Linked DNA regions of Mus musculus: region 1 is linked to region 2. A link is a contact called in public capture Hi-C data. All regions are on one chromosome and are shown on one strand. Each heading gives the region's core, a stretch centred on a gene start, on an enhancer-like site or on the middle of the called end of the contact. The rest is flanking DNA. Distances are from core to core; before and after follow the strand shown.

Region 1 (5,279 bases), core at 2,564-5,063, 330 kb before region 2:
TTCCTTTTATATTACAGTTGGAGCAGAGTGCTTTATTGTATATGTGCACATAGATTCTGATCACTGTGAAAGGGTATGGCAAGGTGATTGGTATGAACAGAAGATTCTGTGGAACAAGACTGAAAGCCACTGGTAGGTGACTGACCTGCTCTTTATTGATTCTCTGCTCGATTGATCACCAGCTCCACTTCCCAATACTCCTCCCTCCTTCCCACTGGAGCTGTGCCTCAGGCTCCTTAGTTCAACTCTTCCCAGACCTTGTTCTTCTGGGCTCTTGGGCTGACAAGACTCTATTGGCTTCATTTTCTCCTAACAGCAAGCCCAGTCATTCTGTACAGCTTCCTCAGAGCCACTCATGTTATGTTCTGACCTACTCACTCCAGCTTGGTGTCCATCTGAAGTCTCTTCTGGGTTGTCACTGCAGATTGAAGGTGCTTCCCTGCTGCCAGTGGAGTCAGAGTCCAATGCTTCTTCGTTATGCAGCTGTAGCTCCCTTCAGCCGAGCTCCTGGAGCTGCTTAGGGCCAGCCTGTCGTCTATATGACCTGTATCTTCTTCACACCATCGAGAGTTTATTCTCTTACAGCAAGGCATAAGGAAGGTTGTATACTACAATGATGGACATCCTTTAAAGGATGCTGCTACCAAAGTCTTTGTTTCTGTAGTTCCTACTGCCATACTCCAGGGCAACCAGGTCAAGTTCTCCTGGGCGTCCTTCACTCCACTCTGCTACTGACAATACCAATGGAGTTAACCCCCACACACACAAATTCTAATTTTTTGTGATTTCTTTTTTAAAGTGTAATCCTTTTAAATTTTATTTTATGTTAATGGATGGTTTGCCTGTCTATGTTCACCATGTGTTGTGCAGTGCCCAAGGAGGCCAGAAGAGGGCAGTTGATTCCTTGGAGCTGGAATTGCAGATCGCTGTGAGCTGCCGCAGGTACTGGGAATTGAACTGGAGTACTCTACAGGATTGGCCGCTGCACTAACCACTAAGCAATCTTTCCAGCCCTCTGCTTCTTGAAAACTGTGTTAAACACTGTGTTAGTTAGCCTTTCATCACTGTTACAAAGTATTCAAACAAAAAGCAGGCTGAGAGAACAAGAGAGTGACTGGGAACAAAGTATATCAAAGCAGGAGGGATGCTCTTTCAGAGTACTCTCCCTCAACTCCCCATACTATGACCTACTTCCTCTAATAGGTCCCACCTCCTAGTTTCTACTACTTCTCAATACTGCCATCAAATTATGAATCCATCAATGAAATAATCTTTTTATTAGTAAAAACCCTCTTGGTCCAACCACTTGTTGATAAGACAGATCTCAAGAACAGCTCTGAACCCCAGATCCTCCTGTCTTTGCCTTAGCAGTGCTGGGATTATAGGTGTGTGCCACTAGGCCTTTCGAAGGGCCTTTTCATATTTAAATCACCTTCTATGATCATGAGTATGTTAGTTACCTTTTTCATAGCTGGGACAAAATATCTAATAGGTAGCAACTTAAGAGAAGAAGGGGTGGTTACATCAGGAAGATGATATAACCCATCATGAGTTGTTTAAAAAAGTAGTAAGAATATGGAAATTATTAATTACAATATCAACCAACTAGACCAACTCACGTTTATAGGACACTCCATCAAAAATACTATATAAGTGCACTAGAATAGAATGCTCATTTAGTTAGTCTTTGGTCTACTAAAGAAACTTCAGCGTGTATATATATATATATATATATATATGTATATATATATTTTTTAAGGGGGCTGTAGGTGCATACAGTGAATGTGTTGAGGTCAGAGGATGTTTCTTTGGAGTCAGTTCTCTCCCTCGAGCATGTGAGTTCTGCAGACTGAGCACGGGTCATTGGATTTGGTGGCAGGAGCCTTTATTCATAGAGCAGTCTGCCGACCTAACCTCAGTTTTTTAAGATGAAAGAAAGAAAAAGATCACACCAAATAAATAATCAGATGGCAACAAAATAAACTAGACACCAGCAACAAAGGTTTCCTGTGTGATGGCTCAATAGCCCATGGGTCTGAATGAGAAATATGCCCCACAGGCTTATGTATCTGAGCTCTTGGTCCCTGGCTGGTGGAGCTCTTCAGGGGAGGCTGTGGAATATTTTAGGAGGTGCAGCCTTGCTGTAGGAAGCAGGCTTCTGGGGGCAGGCTTAGAGGCTGTTTCCACTGTTTTCACTTCCTGCTCCCTCTTTCTGTTTCCTGTGTAAGGATAAAAATGTGATCAGCCAGCTTCCTGCTCCATCATGTGATGCCTTCCCTGCCACAGTGGGCTTTATCCCTCAAGAACCATAGGCTAAAATTAACCTCCTACACACTTAAGTTGCTTTGGTCGTGGTATTTTATCACAGTTATAGAAAAGTAATAAATAGAATGAGTAAAAGAACTTGCCACCTACTCTGCCAATCTAGGTTCATTTTCCAGGACCTAATGGTGGAGAATCAATTCCCAAAGGCTACCTACTGACTTCCATACATTGTGGCATATGCACACACACATGCACAAAGATAAACAAATGTTCAAAAAGGATGTGTTGTATCCCACAAAGAGTGAGTTTCACTGTATATAAAGGGAAGAAAAAAAAAAGTCTGTCTTACCTGGATTGTGAGGTAAGCCAGGGTGTGACTTTTGACAAATGAATGACATCAAGGAAAGTGGAGAAGAAGAAAGCCAACCCGAGTGACTTTGGGAAACAGTGTACTGACTGGGTAGCTACCAAAAGAAGTATCTGGAAACTTTGTGCTTTAGTTGATAATTTGTTTCTTATGGGGTATGAGTAAGCAATTCTGGGACTCCTTTATATCAGAGTTCAACAATGTTCATAGATTGCGGAGAACTCCCATGTTGGAGAAAGAAGGGACATCTCTCTACACAGAATCAGCTGTCTTGATTTCTGTCTTCTTTCGCTTCATGTGTTGCTCAAATCAACAACCATGTTCCTGTTTGTTTCCGAATGGGATTCACTGTGGATGAAACAGTCTATTAGCTCATCTGTCCAAAGACATCTGGGCTGTTTCCAGTTTGGGTGATAAGTTGCTATGAACACTTCCATTCATAAATATTCATAGCAGTTTGTAACATTTTAAAGTCTACGTTTAATGATGGTTCTTAAACACTTTAACCTCCCTTATAGCCCAGCACCCACCAGAGGTAGTGGAAAACAAAAGGATATGGGGAAAGCGGTCCTGTTTAGAAAGGTTCTTTGGAGCAACTCCTGTCTGTGTTGTCAGGAAATGAGTAGTTTAGTTCACAGGTTAGCAGTGGCAGTTCGATTCACTCGTAAACATTTCATGGATTCACCAGCAGTTCAGTTTGGTAAAGTTGGGATAGCAAACACAAATTGCAGTGGTGACACTACACAGCAGAGATGGCCAGGCCTCAGCCTCCTTACTGCCACACCCACTCCAGTAGTGACTCTCATGACAGGCCCAAAAGCCTGGACGTAGTCCTGAGGTGAAAATTTCATGGAAACTTAGTCTCCTGGAACCGTGGCATCCTGTAAAATGAACGCTCCAAATCTGTCCTTGCCTTAGTCGGTGAACGGATCTGTGTGCTTTCCCTCAGTATTGTTTTATTATAAGTGACTTTAAGGATTGATTTTGACATATAGCTAAGTTAGATTAGCCTCCACCAGTGTTCCAATGTCCTAGGTAGTCCTTGAGCCAACCCTGGGCTTGGAATTCAGTAAGAATGTTACCTATTCAGTAACATTCAGAATTGCTTCTAGTACTGTAAGGGAGACAGTGAAAGAAATCAGGCATTACGATTCACTAGAATAGAGCTAATAATCTCAGGACTAGTCTACATAATACTTAGAACAATAGATAGCTGAGTCACTCCCATACACAGGAATTTACAATGGCCTAGGAAGAAGGTGGGTTGTGGTTTTAGGAGGAACTGAAGTATTATTCATGAAAGGGTCAGTAGAACGGAATTCCCCTGGTGCATGTTTTTCACTAGGCCCAGAGGAATATCGTATACTAAGGGACCCCTAGTGATGGGTTTAACAGTAGACTAGCATTGCATCAGACGAATCACCTGGCTCCTGTGTTTAGCTGATTTTTTTTTTTCCTCGAGACAGGGTTTCTCTGTGTAGTCCTGGCTGTCCTGGAACTCACTCTGTAGACCAGGCTGGCCTCAAACTCAGAAATCCGCCTGCCTCTGCCTCCCAAGTGCTGGGATTAAAGGCGTGTTTAGCTGATCTTAAGGGCTGTTCCTATCTCAGTTGTAAACACTGCCTGGCTCCCCCCTCCCCCAGCTTTTTATGTATGCATTTTCTTTGTTTTGTGTAAAGTACCATAATGCATCTCAATGTACCTAGGCAGATGTATTCACCTACCTTTCTGGTTTTTCTTCTGTATTATAAGACTGATGCTCACTTTGAAATTACATTCAGATACAGCACACTCCCTTGTGTCCGTATTTGTTTGTCACTTTTTGCTGACTCCTGCCCACCTGTACCACTCCCTCGAATTGAGGGGGGGGCCCGACTGAGGGCAGTTCGCGGCATGTACTAGTCAGCCGGAGGGACCAAGGTCAACGGGAACTCCAGGAGAAGTTCTCTGCTGTGCCTCAGCCGTTAGTTCTATAAGCAAGCTTAGCTCAGCCTCCGTCACTGTCGACTGAGTCTTTTTTATATTCCCTTCAAACATCACGTGTCCTCCACTTGTCTTACCTCAGCACGTGTCTTGTCTCAGCTGACAGCACTCTGCCAATCAGCCTAAGTTCACAGAAGCAGCAAGAAATTGTAGCACACTACCAGAAACTTTTTGGTGTGTTTCTTTTTATGGAATCCCGAAAAATGCAGCTCAACTACGCAATGTAAGGCGAACCAATAATACATGTGTGTCGTTAGTGAAGGATCCTTTATCTCGTGTCCTTTCCCATGCTTGCTTTAGCAGAACATCCTCTCTCCTGTGTCTGCTTCAGCCAAATGTTCTTTTATGAGTCTGTCAGAGCCTTTCACCTGTGTCCACTTCAGCTAAATGTTCCTTCACATGTTTGCCCCAGCAAAACACCATCCAGCTGACTTTCCAAGAACCCTTACGTTTCCACTTCAGAAGCTGTTTTTTTCACATTCCCACTCTCACCCTGCCCCAGATGCCACCAGCTTGGAGCCATGTTTTGATTTTTCCTCGGCTTCCACATTTTCAACAGGGTTAGACGGCCTAAGCCTTACATTACCCATGGCCCTGTCTGATGTTTCTTCAGGATGAGTCCTCGATCCTGGGGTCATGTTTTCTGGGAAGGAATACCCTGGAA
Region 2 (5,015 bases), core at 518-3,017:
CTCTTCTGACCTCTAAGGCACACATGGTACACATGCAAAAAAAAAAAAAAAAAAAAAAAAAAAAAAGCACTCCATGTAAATAAAAATAAATCTTAAAAGAAGATATCTGGTGGAGCTGAAGACATGGCTCAGTGGTTAAGAGCACCGACTGCTTTTCCAGAGGTTGTGAGTTCAATTCCCAGTAACCACATCATGACTCAACAACCATCTGTAATAGGATTTGATGCCCTCTTCTGGTGTGTCTGAAGACAGTGACAGTGTACTCAGATAAATAAAATAAAATAAAGCATTTTTTTAAAAGTATTTTAAAAAGCTATCTGGCATGCCAGCTCCTTTGCTCCTGGGAAGGAAGCATGACAGCTCCCAGTAAAGACCATGAGTTGAACCCAGCAGTGGTGGTGCATGTCTGGAATCCCAGCACTCAGGAGGCATAAGCAAGCGGATCTCTGTGAGTTAGAGGCCAACCTGCTCCAGAGTGAGATCCAGGACAGCCAGGGCTACTGTTTCAAACAACAACAACAACAACCACACACACACACAGAATGGAGGTTTCCATAGCAGAACGACATGTATGAATATAATAAAGACATGTGTGAACTTGTGTAGGAAGAGTTCCACTAAATCTTAACTGATATTCATCTTATCTTTTCAGTTTTTTTAATTGGATATTTTCTTTCTTTCTTTTTTTAAGCTTTATTTACTTATTATATATAAGTACCCTGTAGCTGTCTTCAGACACCCCAGAAGAGGGAGTCAGATCTCCTTAAGGATGGTTGTGAACCACCATGTGATCGCTGGGATTTGAACTCAGGACCTTTGGAAGAGCAGTCAGTGCTCTTAACTGCTGAGTCATCTCTCCAGCCCCTGGCTATTTTCTTTATTTACATTTCAAGTGTTATCCCCTTTCCTGGTCACTCCCACCCCCACCCCTGACACCCCCTATCCCATCCTCCCTCCCCCTGCTTCAATGAGAGTGTTCCTCCACCCATCCACTCCCACTTCCCCACCCTCATTTCCCCTACACTGGGGCATCTATCGAACCTCTATAGGGCCAAGGACCGTAGGGCAGAGGGAGTGGGGGAATAAAGGGAGTGGGAGAAAACCCGCATCCTGCCACCTCTGGGCGGGTGGATGTGGAAGACAGCGGCATGCTTCCTACTCGGCCCAGGTAGGTGATTGGCTGTAGGAAGCCGCGGAATCTCAGCTCGCCAGTGGTGGGGGGTGGACAAGGGGCAGTCTTAGGTAACAAGTTCTTAGTCTCGGGCATCCCAGACACCGCTGGACACTGCAGAAGACCTGAGAACAAAATGGGGGCCCCAGGGTCAGCTTGGTCATCCGCGGGGGAAGGGGGGGGGCGAAGGGAGGAGAGGTCAGGGAGAGAGTGGGCAGTGGGTGGTTCCCACGCCGGCAAGAATCCTTGGTCGTGTCTGTGGCTGGAGTGCAGGAAGGCCTTATGGCAGGAGGTTAGAGACGTGGTTGGGGGAAATCCTATCCCATCGTTCAAGCATGGCAGGCTTTGACTTGACGAGCAGAGACAGTCTATGGTTTTAGAGCTTTATTGTAGAAAGGCAAAGATAAAGAGAGAAGGTAGAAAGAGGGCCTTGTGGAGGGGAAGGGGAGGGAGAGGGAGAAGGAGAGCTAGAGATAAGAGTAAGAAAGGTGAGAGCTTAAAAGGAGGAGGGGCCAAGCAGCCCCTATTATAGTGGGCTGGGCTATCCTGCTGTTGTGAGGTAACTGTGGGGAGGAGACTACCTGGCTATAGTCAGGTAACTGTCGGGGTGGAGTCTAGACAGAATGCCAGGAGCTTGGGGCTTTATCTGTGTGATGGATAGTCATACACCTCTCCTGCAGGGGGCTGTGGGGGTGGTAACTTCGACAGGTGCCAGGGGTTCAGGAGACATGATTGAACACCTGTTCCATGTAGGTGGAGATCCCCAGGGTTCCAGACCTTTGCTCGACCAGACCAGGCTGTCTGTGCACAGCCCACTGCCCCACAAAGGACCTCTCCTCCCACTAATGCATGACAAGGCCATCCTCTGTAATATATGCAGCTGGAGCCACGTGTACTCTTTTGTTGATGGATTAGTCCCTGAGAGCTCTTGGGGGACTGGTTGGTTGCTATTGTTGTTCTTCCTGTGGGGTTGCAAACCCCTTCAACTCCTTCAGTTCTTTCTCTAGCTCCTCTATTGGGTACCGCTCGCTCAGTCCAATGGTTGGCTGCATCAGCCTCTCCGTATATATCAGGTACTGGCAGAGCCTCTCAGGAGACAGCTATATCAGGCTCCTGTCAGCATGTACTTCTTAGCATTCACAATAGTATCAGCATTTATTGACTGTATATGGGATGGATCCCCAGGTGGAGCAGTCTCTGGATGGCCTTTCCTTCAGTCTCTGCTCCACACTTTGTCTCCATATTTGCTCCCGTGAGTATTTTGTTCTCCTTCTAAGAAGGACTGAAGCACCCACACTTTGGTCATCCTTCTTCTTGAGCTTCATGTGGTCTGTATCTTTTCAGGTTTTTTGTTTTTTTATGTATTTATTTTTTGGTTTTTTGAGACAGTATAGCCCTGGCTGTCCTGGAACTCACTCTATAGACCAGGCTGGCCTTAAACTCAGAAATCTGCCTGCCTCTGCCTCCCAAGCACTGGGATTAAAGGCGTGTGCCACCACTGCCCCAGCATCTTTTTAGTTTTAAATGCAGAAAAACAACAAGGGCCTGGAGAGAGAGACAGCTTGCTGGCTAAGCACACCAGCTAGTTAACAAGCTGTACCACCAGCCCAGCTGGTGTCCACTGCTCTATTCTGGCCTCCATGAGCACTGAATGCCTATGGTGCACAAATAGATGCAGGCAAAACACCCATACACAGAAAAGAACAAATTTTAATTAAAATAATTCAACTGATCCAGATGGTGGTGGCACATGCCTTTAATTCCCAACACTTGGAAGGCAGAAGCAGGTGGATCTCTATGAGTTTGAGGCCAGCTTCGTCTACAAAATTAGTTCCAGGACAGCCAGGGTTACACAGTGGAACTCTGTCTCAGGGAAAAAAAAAATCAACTGAAGAATGGGTAAATAAACAGTGGTACATTTACACAGTGGAGTATTACTCAGCTATTAAGAACAATGACATTTTGCAGGCAAATGGATGGAACTAGAAAAGATCATCCTGATTGAGGTAGCCCAGACCCAGAAAGACAAACGTGGCACATACTTATAGATGGATATTAGACTTAAAGTAAAGGATAAGCATGCTGCAAACCACAGACCCAAAAAAGCTAAGTAACAAGGAGGGGGTGGGGGGGGGCATGAATCTCAATGAGAAGAAGAAATAGAATAGACTTGGGGGGGGCAGTTGTGAGATAGGAGGGGGCTGGATGGGGGTGGGAATGAGAACAAGAGGGATCAGGTCTGAAGACCTGGAATGGGTTGGGGGGGGGTCATCTCTGGGACAAGATAGAAACCTAGGGCAATGGAAACACCAGGAATCTATGTGGGTGACCTAGCTAAGACTGCTAGCAATGGGGATATGAAGCCTGATACAGCCACTTCCTGTAACCAGACAAGACTTCCAATGGAGGGCTTGTGACACCAACTCAGCCACAAAATCCTTGACCTACAATCTGTCCTGTCTGATGTGCAGGAGTCAAGATGGAGCAGACACTGAGGGAATGTCCAACCAATGACTGGCCCAGTTTGAGATCCACGCCATGAGAGGAAGCTCAGCCTTGACACTGTTAATGATATTCTGCTATGCTTGCAGACAGGAGCCCAGCATAGCCATCATCAGAGAGGCTTCACCCAGCAATTGATGGAGAGATGCAGAGACCCACAGCCAAACATGAGACAAAGCCTGGGAAAGAGGGAGAAGATGAATTGTAGGAACCAGAGGGGTCAAAAACACCAAGAAAACCTGCAGAATCAACCAACCTGACCCCATAGCAGCTCACGGAGACTGAACCACCAACCAGGGAGCCTGCAGGGAACCGACCTAGGCCTCTGCACATAGGTAACAGTTGTGCAGCTTGCTCTTGTTAGGTGTGGGACTCCTAGCAGAGGGAGCAGAGGCTGTCTCTGACTCCTTTGGCTGCCTGTCAAGTAAATACATTAATAAAAACTTGTTTGAAAATTTCATACGTGTATAATGTGTATTGATCAACTCCAGCCCCGTGTCCACCCCTTTGATTCGTATTTGCTGGTATTTTCTGTGTAGCCCTGGCTATCCAAGAACTGGCTCTGTAGACCAGGCTACCCTCAAAACTCAAGAGATCCACCTGCCTCTGCCTCCCAGGTTCTGGGATTAAAGGTGTGTGCCACTACTGTCTGGCTCACAGTGGCTTTTTAAAAATCCCATTGAGTCCACTTGGTAGTCTGTATATGCCCAGGACCAGCAGCTGGAGCGTGGGCTGCCTCACAGGGCCTCTTGCAGCTCAGTTTGTTGTGTTTTGTCAACTTGACACAAGTGAGAGTCACCTGCAGAGAGGAACCTAGGTGAGAAAATCAGATTGGCAATAGCTAAGTCTGCAGGAGCATTTTGGTTAATGTCTGATTAATGTCAGCTCACTGTGGGAGGCGCTACCCCTGGGCAGGTGTTCCTGGGCTGTAGAAGAAAGCAAATGGGGTAAACTATAGAGAGCAAGGCACTAAACAACACTCCTTCATGGTTCTAGTTCTGTTCCTGCCTCCAAGTTTCTGCTTTGGCTTTCCTCCATCCAGTAGGTGTAAGCTACGTGAATCCTTTCTTCCCTGTTTTGGTTTTGGTCATGGTGTTTCATAACAACAATAGAAAGTCAGCTAAGATAGGCTGTTCTCTCTCTCTCTCTCTCTCTATATATATATATATATATATGTATATATATATATATATATACACACATATACACACACACATATATATACATGCATACATATGTACATACATATATGAGTTCTCTATATGCTGTCTTCAGATGGTTGTGAGCCATCATGTGGTTGCTGGGATTTGAACTCAGGACCTCTGGAAGAACAGCTAGTACT

Evidence for each region. Capture Hi-C pulls out chosen DNA fragments and counts their contacts.
Region 1: a capture Hi-C map of embryonic stem cells shows a contact between it and region 2, with 3 times the contacts expected there. The contact joins two enhancer-like sites. A contact is called at or near these places in 3 of 39 promoter capture datasets (hippocampal neurons, liver and pre-B cells), 1 of 15 datasets of contacts at CTCF or cohesin (large pre-B cells), 4 of 484 Hi-C or Micro-C datasets (the AML12 cell line, embryonic stem cells, liver and 1 more), 2 of 115 datasets of contacts at active chromatin or transcription factors (both in embryonic stem cells) and 1 of 9 other capture datasets (embryonic stem cells).

Annotation. Positions count from the first base shown.
Region 1 is chr6:29,304,773-29,310,051 of GRCm38.p6, forward strand. No RefSeq gene overlaps it. Among named protein-coding and RNA genes, the nearest start is that of Fam71f1, 12 kb to the right of the region's middle. Within about 2 kb of position 3,814, at least 27 of the 459 cell types and tissues checked have an H3K27ac peak or open chromatin away from gene starts, as enhancers often do. A contact at or near this core is called in embryonic stem cells, where this site is marked.
Region 2 is chr6:29,638,039-29,643,053 of GRCm38.p6, forward strand. No RefSeq gene overlaps it. Among named protein-coding and RNA genes, the nearest start is that of Tnpo3, 31 kb to the left of the region's middle. Within about 2 kb of position 1,768, at least 16 of the 459 cell types and tissues checked have an H3K27ac peak or open chromatin away from gene starts, as enhancers often do. A contact at or near this core is called in embryonic stem cells, where this site is marked.